4 separate regions of the Mus musculus genome follow, and all the other regions are linked to region 4. The links are chromatin contacts, called in public ChIA-PET and Hi-C maps. All regions are on one chromosome and are shown on one strand. The core of a region is the stretch at or near the end of the contact, and the rest is flanking DNA. Distances in the headings are between cores, read along the strand shown.

What was found. A called contact is a pair of places that touch in the nucleus more often than the background predicts. ChIA-PET counts read pairs in DNA pulled down with a chosen protein or histone mark.
Region 1: an RNA polymerase II ChIA-PET map of memory CD8 T cells shows a contact between it and region 4, with 152 read pairs. The contact joins two enhancer-like sites. A contact is called at or near these places in 2 of 484 Hi-C or Micro-C datasets (the NIH/3T3 cell line and granulocyte-monocyte progenitors) and 2 of 115 datasets of contacts at active chromatin or transcription factors (memory CD8 T cells and microglia).
Region 2: a contact with region 4 is called in an RNA polymerase II ChIA-PET map of memory CD8 T cells, with 31 read pairs. The contact joins two enhancer-like sites. A contact is called at or near these places in 1 of 484 Hi-C or Micro-C datasets (T follicular helper cells) and 2 of 115 datasets of contacts at active chromatin or transcription factors (bone marrow-derived macrophages and memory CD8 T cells).
Region 3: a Hi-C map of CD4 T cells shows a contact between it and region 4, with 3 times the contacts expected there. The contact joins two enhancer-like sites. A contact is called at or near these places in 2 of 484 Hi-C or Micro-C datasets (both in CD4 T cells), 3 of 115 datasets of contacts at active chromatin or transcription factors (embryonic stem cells, memory CD8 T cells and thymic regulatory T cells) and 1 of 9 other capture datasets (adipose tissue).

The regions. Positions count from the first base shown.
Region 1 is chr14:74,917,271-74,919,996 of GRCm38.p6, forward strand. The region is part of intron 1 of Lrch1 (leucine-rich repeats and calponin homology (CH) domain containing 1); the gene reads right to left. Among named protein-coding and RNA genes, the nearest start is that of Gm10847, 3.5 kb to the right of the region's middle. Within about 2 kb of position 1,406, at least 56 of the 459 cell types and tissues checked have an H3K27ac peak or open chromatin away from gene starts, as enhancers often do. A contact at or near this core is called in granulocyte-monocyte progenitors, memory CD8 T cells and microglia, where this site is marked.
Region 2 is chr14:74,876,047-74,878,867 of GRCm38.p6, forward strand. The region is part of intron 1 of Lrch1 (leucine-rich repeats and calponin homology (CH) domain containing 1); the gene reads right to left. Among named protein-coding and RNA genes, the nearest start is that of Gm10847, 45 kb to the right of the region's middle. Within about 2 kb of position 1,460, at least 25 of the 459 cell types and tissues checked have an H3K27ac peak or open chromatin away from gene starts, as enhancers often do. A contact at or near this core is called in memory CD8 T cells, where this site is marked.
Region 3 is chr14:75,505,141-75,507,889 of GRCm38.p6, forward strand. The region is part of intron 1 of Siah3 (siah E3 ubiquitin protein ligase family member 3); the gene reads left to right. Among named protein-coding and RNA genes, the nearest start is that of Gm35966, 19 kb to the right of the region's middle. Within about 2 kb of position 1,256, at least 33 of the 459 cell types and tissues checked have an H3K27ac peak or open chromatin away from gene starts, as enhancers often do.
Region 4 is chr14:75,177,627-75,180,371 of GRCm38.p6, forward strand. The region is part of intron 2 of Lcp1 (lymphocyte cytosolic protein 1); the gene reads left to right. Among named protein-coding and RNA genes, the nearest start is that of Gm15628, 42 kb to the left of the region's middle. Within about 2 kb of position 1,400, at least 161 of the 459 cell types and tissues checked have an H3K27ac peak or open chromatin away from gene starts, as enhancers often do. A contact at or near this core is called in granulocyte-monocyte progenitors, memory CD8 T cells and microglia, where this site is marked.

The sequences.
Region 1 (2,726 bases), core at 156-2,655, 260 kb before region 4:
AGAACAAACTACTTTGGATATTTTTTTTCCTTCTAATCCCTAAGTAATCATACTTGTCACGAGTGTCCTGAGAGATTCATCTGCCAGTTTAAACCCATCATCCGCTCAGGCAAGTCACCATGTATGTATGCCTTAGCATCTTCATTACCTCTCCTCTGATACTTCTAAAAATGCCTGTGGCTTACGTCAAACCTTTCAGAAACATCCGGAAATGCTGTCTAAACTGCCTTGGCTCATCATCACCGAAGCTCCAGCCTCAAGGTTCACCTGGCATCCTTTCCATCAGCATCAGTGTTATGCATGTATTTGGAGTGCAGCCTGCCTGGGACCACAGGAAGAGTTAGAGGTCTGGCACCTCTTTCTAGGGTTCTGAAAAACCCCAGGGCCAGGGTCAGAAAAAAACACAGGGTCGGGAACAGAGGTGACACTGGGGGCCACAACTCTCTAGTCTCTGAAATCAGAGTAATGGGGACAGGAGACATTTCCTTGAACAAGCAGTATCCCTGGAATGTGGTCATTACAAACCAAGAATCTTGGAGAGATAAAAGGAGGCCTAGACTTACTGAGCCTCTTCGCATCTGTCAGGTGCTATTTGAGCTTCAGCAAATCACAGTATCTCTGAGTCTGAGGCAGTAGCCATTTAATGGCCAGTTCCCTTTTCATAACGAAACTGAGACCTGGTGGGAATCACTGACTTTGCTACAAAAGCTAAGGCTTTCTCATAAAATCCTGGATGAAACCGCCATCTCTGTCCAAAATGCCTAATATTCTTCTCTGCTTGGAAAGATCCAGAAAAGCTGCCCATGCCAACAAAATGCAGCCCATCATCCCAGAACCCCAACCCAAGCCCAACACAGCCAGTTACAGCTCAGTCGTGGTCCTCAATGAAGAAGTGAGCTCTACAGATCCACTAAATGAGCTATTCAATTATGTCAATGGCTGACAATTACAAGTGACTGGCAGTTATGGCCTGTTATGTGACACTTTCCCAGGAACAAATACAACGTTCCGGGGACCTGTGGCATTCTCACGTGTGACCATGACCGCAGAGTGAGGGTCGGCTGCTCCACTCCTCACAGGTAGGTTCCAAATGTTCTGAGACAGGTCACAGAACCCTAGCACTCCCCAAACCACCTGGTGACAGTGGTCATCAGAACTGTCACTTGGCTGTAGCCAATGGCCACATGTCCTCTGCTTGCTATCCTTTCCTCCTCACTCTCTTTCTACCTACATTTATGTAATATCATCTATGATAGCATTAGAAATAGACTGACTAGAAATAGATCCCTTGTCCACATCCAAAGCCCATGAAGAAAAAATGTGAGGCTTTTAAGGCAGTAGAACTCAAGATAAAAAGTGAAAGTAAATTCTGAAGTGCTGATTCCTCTCCACCCCCCACCCCTGCCCCAGTATCCTCCCACACAACACTGGCCCACAAGGCTTAGAGCTGGGACTTTACACAGCAGGGTGGGTCTAAAAGCAGACATCTATAGGGACAGGACCAAAAAAATGATTAAAAGTGAACGGGAGATAGAGCTGCAGCCCAAAGTAGCAATGACTCAGATTAACAACACACCAGTAGGTGAGGCATATTCAAGGCCAGGATTTTGCGTCATGCTCATTTCTGTCCCAGCCATGGAAAGACCCATGGCATCTTCACGTGTGACAGCAGCATGAGTGTCAGCTGCTCCTCTCCTCACAGGTAGGTTCCAAGCGTTCTAAGACAGGTCACAGAAACTCTAAGCACCCGAGTGGTGACACACAGATGCCTGCCCCTGTGCTAAGCTGAAAAAGTTCCCAACCATCTGAGAAGCTGTGCTTCCCTTAAGGAATTACGTCTCGTTGGTTTGTTTGTTTGTTTGTTTGTTTTGGTTTTTCAAGACAGGGTTTCTGTATAGCCCTGGCTGTCCTGGAACTCACTCTGTAGACCAGGTTGACCTCGAACTCAGAAATCCGCCTGGAATTATGTCTCCATGTCACTAGGAGTTCCCCTCTTTACTTTTCAGTAGTGAAACACGTGAAAATGCCCAGCTCTCTGCTTGCTCGGTTCCCACGGGAGCACTCTGAGAGAGGAACTTCTATAGCAAACACACCAAACTGCACTGCCGTGATCCTTCCCAACCACAGCACAGATGCCATCCATGCTGTGCACACGGTCCAGCTCCAGAAGGTCCTTTTTTTGTTTGTTTGTTTTTTTCACAAGCAGCATTTTATAAAACAGTGTTCATCAGTCCTTGTGGATTTTGACTAGTCTGGCATGTGAAAGCTAAGGGTCAACTTGATGTGGTGGCTCGCATCTGTAACCCCAACCCAAGGAAGTAGAAACAGAAGAAACTACCACAAGTTCATGGGCAGCTTGGTCTGTGTAGTGAGTTCCAGGGCATCCAGAGCTACATACATAGAGAAACCTGTCTCACACTCCCTTACCCCCAAAACAAGCAATAAAGAAGAATTAAGTCTATACAATTACAAATGGGCAAAACCTTAAGAAACCAAAGTTCATTAAGAAACATTTAGAAAGATCAAGGGAAGTTGAGACAGCTCCAATAAACAGCGCACCTTACAAACACAAACCCGGAGTTCAACCCCCAGATCATGCAATTAAAATGCTTTGCATAGCATTTGTAATCCCAGCAGGAGGGGAGGGGCTAGCTAATCTAGCCTGTACAGTATGCTCCAGGACCAGTGAGAGACCCTGCCTCAAAAATCAAGGCAGACAGTGAGTG
Region 2 (2,821 bases), core at 210-2,709, 300 kb before region 4:
GTTGATTGGTTGGTTGGTTGGTTGGTTTCTTGGTTCGTTGGTCAGTTTCTTGGTTGGTTGGTTGGATTTTTTAAGACAGGGTTTTTCTGAGTAGCCTTGGCTTCCATGTGAACATCTGAGTAGCCCTGACTGTCCCTGCGAGCCTTGCTTGTTTGTTTGCTTGTTCATTTGTTTTTGATTGATTGGTTGATTTTTTTTTTTAAGATAGGGTTCCTCTGAGCAGCCCTGGCTGTCCCTGTGAGCCTTTTTAGCCCCCACCATTGCTGAGCACTCACCGCACAGCCTGATGAACAAAAAAGCTTTCCTAATTCTCAATCTCATTTACAGACAACCTTGCCAGGCTCATTGGCACACTCCTGCAATCCCAGTACTCACACAGCAAAGACGGGAAGATGGTGAGTTCAAGGTCAACCTCCACTAAGAAAAACTTAGTAGGGTGTTTCCCCTTACTTACAAAAAGGAAAGTGGGACATGGAATGTTAAAATAACTTGGCTTCTAGGGCACAGCTTAAAGGTCAAAAAGTTATAAATGTACTGAACGCCATCGAACTCTACACATAAATAAAAATGTGTAAAGTGGGGGATGGAAAGATAGCTCAGCCTGTAAAGCGCTGTATAGTCAGCATGAGGACTCCAAATGGAATAGCCAATACTCAAGGGGAAGCTGGCACCATGGTAGATGCCTGAAATCCCAGAGCAGGGGATGCAGAAATAGGCAGGTCTCCAGCTAGTCTCAGTAAGCAGTGAACTCCAGGTTCAGTGAGCCATCCTATCTCAAAATAAAATAAAATAAAATAAAACAAAATAAAATAAAGGGCTGAGGAAAACAGTGCCAACCCCTAACTTCTACACACACATGTGCTCACATATGCACATATCCATCACATATACACTACACATAGCCACAAATGCTTAAAGTGCTATATTTAATGTCATGTATATTCTAACACACATTTTTTTTAAATGCTTGAAAAGAATAGCTAGATCCAAAATCGGTTTCTTATACCAAAATAAATTCCAAGCAGACTAAAATTTTAGCAGTTTAGAAACTATAAAATTCCTAGGGGTGCAGGGGGTGTGTGAAAACTCTAGGATCCAAACCCAGTAATCCAACAGTCCACCATGAGAATCCCTGCCACTCGCTAATGGTCTCCCACAAATTACTGATTTATGGGTAAAATCCACCCAAAGTGCTATTACCCAGAACTACCTCATTATCATCAAATTAAGTTTCATAATAACTCAGCAGTAATTCATGGCTTCCAGGGAATCTGCCACACACTGGGCACGTCTGACTGCCGAGCATGTGGAGGCCAAGTGCCCGAGCAAGACCAAGAGGCACCTGGAGAGGCAGCCCAAGCAGAGCAGCCAGCTTGTTGACTGTGGAGACAGCCACTGCCAAGGAGCAGGGTCTGTGGGACGGATGCATTCCAGAGCCTACTTTTGGAGCCTGGAGTCAAGGGAGAAATGTTTGCTATGGAAAGGATGCAGAAAATAATCACACTCGTATCTGAAGAAGCCACAGCATACAGCAGGGAACAAACAAAATTACAGTTTTCCAAAATACCTCAGAGTTGAAAGCTTGCAAAAAGCCACAAATCTTTTCCTGTAAGTCTAAATAGAGTTCAGAGGGAGGAGGGAGGAGGGAGGAGGGAGGAGGGAGGAGGGAGGAAGGAGGAAGGAGGGGCCAATCGTGGATTCTCCCTGTGGCCTTCAGACAAATGTGAGTCCCAGATCTGGGGAGGACATTCTCCCTTCAGGCAGAACTAGGGAGTGGGGGTACAAGGTATGAGGGGGACAAGGGTAGAACTGCAAAAGAAGCACAGGGTGGGAAAACCAGAGCTCTATGAAGTCTGAGCTCACCACAAAGAGATGACAAATGCTTTCCACTCTGCCGTTGCTGTGTCAATCCATGCTTTGCTGCCTAGGATCCATGCTTTGTCCTAGGATCAACCTAACTGCATTTCACAGCAGGGAGAAAGTCAAACGCACCTCTCCCAGAATGCAAAGCGTCAATATGGAGTCTCATTCCCATCGCATAAGCCATGCCGGTTCCCAGGCCAGTGGCTCAATGAACATGAAACTAAAAGGGAAATCAGAACTGGCCTCGTGGTAGCACTTTTACCAAACTCTGAGCTTCAGGAGCAAGTAAGCACTTTGACTTCTTACCTCGCAGGTCTTATAAAATAAGAAAGATGCACCTCGGATCCAGATGGCCCTGCTGTAAAGGAGCCTTAGCTCTCCTCTTGCTATATAACTGATTGGTCAATGTTCTTCTTGGACTCACAGGCACAGGATCATTTCCTTAGTCCATGAGTTCCAGTACAGCCTGCCCTTCACCAAGGCTGAGACTCCACTGAGCTCGAATGCTAGGTCCTACTCTGCTGAGGATAGTCCTAAAAACAGAACCAAAGTTTAATTACAAGGGGCTCCAGTGAGTGGAGCATTGCCAACTTCGGCCAGCCAATTAGAGGCCTTAACCATGCCGTTGGTTAGCAGCATTATAAATGTGGTTCTTTTAATTTTTGCTCAGCACACGGGGCACAAGATGCATGCCCACAGGGCTGGGTGCCTAGAGTTCAGAGAGATTTCCCAGGCACTGTCAAATTCAGAACAAAAATTAAAAAAAAAAAAAAGAAAGATGATTTGTGACACTTTCAAGATGGCTAGTCCAGGGGATGCTTTATAAACTTCAGCTGTAGCAACGCTGTGTCCTGTGTCCCATGTCCTGCTCCAGGGCATTTCCATGGTGAGTTGGAGTGGTCATAAGGGGCTGGGGGCAGCAGAGTGCTGAAGCCACCATGGCACAGTCATGCACTCA
Region 3 (2,749 bases), core at 6-2,505, 330 kb after region 4:
TTATTAATTAAAGCTAAGTTCTTTACTAACAAATGAATTTAAATACTGTGAGAAGGAACGAGATTAAGGAACTTCCTATTCTGTGGATAAGAATTCCCTCAAGGCTCTGCTCTCCCAGTCCCCCTGTGCATTCCTGCTTTACCAGCTGTCTGCCGGGCTCGGTGTGACTACTAATCAGGCAGCTATCCAACTGGAGTACAGCCCCATTACCTCTATTGTAAAGGGACAATGGAGCCTAGTGGGACTTAGAGGTCGTTAAAGAATCAAAGACATACAGGGGGAAGGCTGAAGTCTTTTAGAACCTTCTCCTTGACCCCTACAAGGATTTCGGGGGCTTTTGTGAGGTGAGAAGGGACTCCCAGGTCTGACCAAGTGGTCAAGGGAGTGAGTGACCCTCTTACCCACCCTTCAAGCTCCAACTTTCCTGAGAGCTAGCCCAGACTCCCCTCAGAGGCCACGTTTGCATTTTAACAAAGTTGTATAGGTGATCTGTGTGCGCACTGCACAGGGTTGAGGACTGTGGGTCTAGCTCACAGAGTAGTTAGTGAAAGGGGCTTTCTGGTGCTTGTGAAACTGCTAGGATTGCTATATGTGATTTACACACGTGTGAACTTTGGGATGGGGTGAGCTGTAGATGTGTCCTCCACTCCACTGATTCCCTTAGGTATGAGGTGGAGAGAAAGGAAGTAAGCCAGCTGTCCTGGATGATCCTAGGGAACTCAGGTGCAGGTTGTCATACAAGACAAAGAACTTCAGCCTTGAGAAGGCTGAACTAGAGACTGAGGACTTCATCTCTAATTAAGAGAGCAGGCCTTTTTGGAGTCTAGAAACTGCATAGAAAATGAACACTCTCCAATAGGGAGGACAAAATAGACCAAGGTGGAAATGAGCCATGGTGGATTCTGGGAAGAAATAACTATATGGGGACAATTTGAATTGCCTTGAAGTCGCACCAACTAATTATCTTAAACACTAATAAACTTGTCCCTTAGAGACACATCGCAACTGTAATAACTCAAAGATGAGCAGCAGATGAATGAGTTACTTGGGACTGGATGGATGGCTAAGCTCCCAAGCCCAGAGGGCAGCAATTTCCCCTTCTCCCTTCCTACCTCCCTGAAGCCTGATTTTTATTAAATATGCACCTAGCATCTGGCAAAGATCTAGACTTAATAAAACACCTGCCCCACCTCACTTACAAGGATGCTTGATGCTATCAGTAGCTCTTTGAGGATGCACAGTTCCTCGGGTTGGGGTGAGGGGAGCCACTTCTGCAGTGAGGTGTTTATTTCCTGAGCTGAGCCCTTTAGACTAGTCTCAGAAAGGAACTTTCTGGCTCTAGGACCACAAGACAAGGTCTGTACTCTCGCCGGCAGGGCTGTGGGCTTCTTCAGTGCCTGTCTTCCAACTTTCCAGGTCCTATGGCTCTCTAGAACTGACCTACAAGGTTCTTGGTCTCCATTGTTCTCATCCAAGTGTGACTCTCAGGCCCTTATTCCCATCCCCCAGCTAGGTATTAATGTCACAGGCAACCAGATAGAACCTCCAACAGAGGAGCCAAAGGAACGGGGAAGGTGAAAGACCTAAATTCTTAATCCAGTTAGTCCCATTTATCAGTGACCTGGAGACAATAGCCACACATACACCTCTCCCCCATTTTTCTGTTCAAGAGCCCTGAAGGAGAAACACTCAAGGAAGAGATAGCTGAGGAGGGTTATGCGAGGATGAATAGCCCGATTTGTTCATAGGCTTCTCTGAACTGGCAAAGCAGCCTTGCCTTAAACAAATGCTTGACAATGGTAATGATGACCATGACAAGGGTAGTGGTGAGGGTGTTGGTTATGGTGGTAGTGGTGAGGGTGGTGATGAGGGTGGTGGTAGAGCTTTCATTTGTGAATTACAAATTTCATTACAGGGCCATGCTATTTCACACACACACACACACACACACACACACACACACACACACACACACAAACCTTTTCCTCCAATGCAGGCTTAAGTTCAAATAACCACTTTAGGCTTTCTTAAGAATTTATCCTTATAGTGGGATATGTGCCCTGTGATCAGGACTGCTAGGCTTGTTCTGCTCATTGTAGCCAGGATGCACTGTCTAGTGGTCAGGTGGACATACTCATTGGAAGACTTTAGCTGATGACAATATTAATCCCAGCTGAAATTATGAAGAGTCTTTAAAGGATATTTAGGAAGGGCATTCATGATTAATTATCTCCTCTACTTTAGGGTATAATTCTAGAAATTATGGAAAGAGCATGTCATCAGCTCTGCCCCAATCAACCAGCTGTGGCTTTCTTACTTTGGTCTCTAGTGTGACACAACGTTCTCTGAATCTCACTCAGTCCTTCCCCACACTCTGTGCAATCTTATAATTCCCACTTTGTAAATCAGGAATCAGAAGCATGAAGAGGTTAATTAAAGAGTCCAGGATTCATACCTATATTAGTATGACTTCAAAAATCAATTTTCTTTCTATTCTACATCCCTGATTTCACATCCACTTTTGATAACAGGGCACATATCCCATTTTAAGGATAAATTCTTATGAAAGCCTAAAGTGGTTATTTGAACTTAAGCCTGCATTGGAGGACAGGATGTGTGTGTGTGTGTGTGTGTGTGTGTGTGTGTGTGTGTGTGTGTGTGTAATAGCATGGCTCTTTGTTCAAGCTTTGTGTGATTCTGGTTGGTAGCATGGGCTGAGGGGTGACAAGTGTCCTGGGAAGAGCCTCTG
Region 4 (2,745 bases), core at 150-2,649:
AGGCTGAAGGCCATGCAAATGAATGTCTCTACATTTTGGAGGAAAGGTCCTGTCTACACAGGGAATTCTTTTAAGCGACTGAAGCATATAGCCTCGAAGTATTGTACCATCTCTCAGCTTGTATTCATTTAGAACTGTCAGTCAAGCCCAGGACTGATGTTACATATACACTGTCCTGCACACATGGTGAAAACCTGTGTTTCTAACTGTTGGAAACCACTCTAGCAGGACAACTTAAAACCAAAATCAGAAGCAAGACAAACAAACAAACAAACAACAACAACAACAAAAAACCAAAACAAGAAAAAGAAAAAAAAAGTGATGACTTGTCAACACACACCTTGAGGTCAAATTTACCAAGAATTTACTGTAATTGGCTTCTATTAAATGAACTTTTTAAAAAAGGATGTCTGCATAGCTAAATTTAAATGGAATTCACCACTTTTTTCTATGAAGAGTGAATTTCTGGAAGTTTTGGTGTCTGGCCATTAATCTTTCTTTACTTGCAGTACTCATCTGCCTGGCTGGTTTCAAGGCAAAAAGTAAAACTAACCCAAAAAACAGTGGGGTCTCCGGAGGAGAGGCTTAAGGTCCAGAAAATACTAGGGGGAAAAAAAACGTACTCCAAAGATTTTCATCAGAGATAGTAATAAGAATGTAATTTAAAAAAAAATGCTGTGAAGGCTTGTCAACATTTCCCCCTTACATTTGGGAAGGAATAACACTGAATATGGCAGAGTTAGTGCCAACCACGTTTGGCTTGCTGAAGCATCCACCTGCCATGCCTGCCTACAGAGCACAGCGTCTTACTCATGGTAGCAGCACGAGGGAGGGAGGGCTCTTCCGGACCTCAGGTTCTACGGTGGCAGTTTGCAGTGGTCTCTGATGACATTTCGTTAGCAGTCCCTGTCTGGCAGGAGTGTTTTAAACTTCGTCTCCTTTGTATGTTGTACCTTGCAACAGTCAGGACTGTTAGATTAAAAAGGATCCCAGTGTTTTAACCTGATTGATACTTCTACCTCAGAACCGTTTGGAGAAGGGTGGCCCGCGCGTGTGTTTAAACTAGAACAGGAAGGGGACCTGTGCAGGGCCTCAGAGATGCGCATGCTCAGGCCGCTCAAATGTAGAACCCTGTACTGTATCGACCTGGGGGGCGGAGGGGGGGGGCGGAGTGGTAAGAAGGAAAATGTTAGTGTGTATTCTGGCTGTGCACGTCCAACTCTTTTTTTTTAGAATGTTTCATCTGAACTTAATCGAGTTTGTGGATATGGAATGTGTAAAGCTGGAGAGCCGACTGCCACCAATGCGGTTACTTTTAAGTGCTTAGTTTGTGTAACCACATGACTTCCTGGAATCCTCTCCAGTGCCTTGAGCTATCGGGAGTGAGCTGAAGTTACCTAAGGTCCAAGGGCACAAGGGTCAGGGTGGGGCAGGAGTTGGTCTGGATTTCGGGTGCCCCGGGACTGTGCTGGCTGCAGGGTCCGCCTTCCGTGGAGCATGCTGGGAGAAGCTATCATCCTGGAGACACATCGAAAAGCCTAATGTGTGTGTGTGTGTGTGTGTGTGTGTGTGTGTGTGAAGGAGAAGAGAGAGAGCAGAGACAGAGAGAGTGTGTGTGTACAGGTGTTCAAGACAGAGAAAGGAAAAAAATCGCCAGACACCCCAAAGGAGTTTGATATTCATAAATAGGTTCCTTGGCACATTTCATGTAACGGTGGGATGATTCATTAACAGTTTTGCTAAGAATTTTTGGTGCCTTCACGCATTTGCCTCAGCCCACTTCCTCAGCCTTCTTTCATGCCACTTCCTTCTTGTTGAACCTCTCCCCTCCCCCTCCCACGTCTTACCAACCCACGTTCTGGTTCTGGGCGCCGCGCTAGACCGCAAGCCACCAGAAAGTTCCATGCTGTTTCACTCTTTCTCGCTGTTTCTTCAATGATCTTCCCCCTGAATTGTCTGACTTTTCAAGGGCCTCTTGGAAAGGCAGGTCCTCAGCTTGCTTCCTCCACTGACTGAAGTTTGCCTAAGGCTTTGCCTTCAGGTCAGCGTTGCATCTTCTTAATATTTTCCCCCCTGTCCTGTCGCACATATAGAGCGGAGTTCCCTCTCTCCGCCGGCGCACAGGGCTGCTGAAGATATTGACTGGAATGAATAGTTGTCACTTTTTTTTTTTTTTTTAATGAATTCGTTACATAACAGGAAGGCCTCCGATTTCACTTCCTACTTTCATGCTCCCTGAGTCCTTGTGGCGACTGCTCTGAGGGGACACGTGGCAGTCATTGTCCTCAGAGCTTGCTCCCCTCCTTTTCCAAGGCTCCAGTCTTCATTTGAGCCTCACAGCGCCAAATGGACAACGGCTTCGGGAAATATAAGAAATGATACGGTAACTGTAGACTTCAGAAATAAATGACACCAGTCCATCATTGTATTTTAAATGCAGTTACAGGCATACTACCCAGCAATCCTTACATAAGCTGAATTCCCCAGATAGGCCTTTGTTTATGAAGTGAACGCAAGTACACATGTTAGGAACATTACTTAATCACTCTGTATTCTTAGAAAATTCTCAAGTCGCCTTTTCCTTTTTTTTTTTTTTTTTTCACCTGAGGACTGCAGGCCCCTCTGCACATATAGGGGATGTACCAATCAAATCTCAAAATAAAGCTAAATCAGAAAATTAAGAGATTTCCTCATTTAGCTCATGTTTGAGAAGAGCTGAAAAGCTTTATAAAGTCATTGGACTTT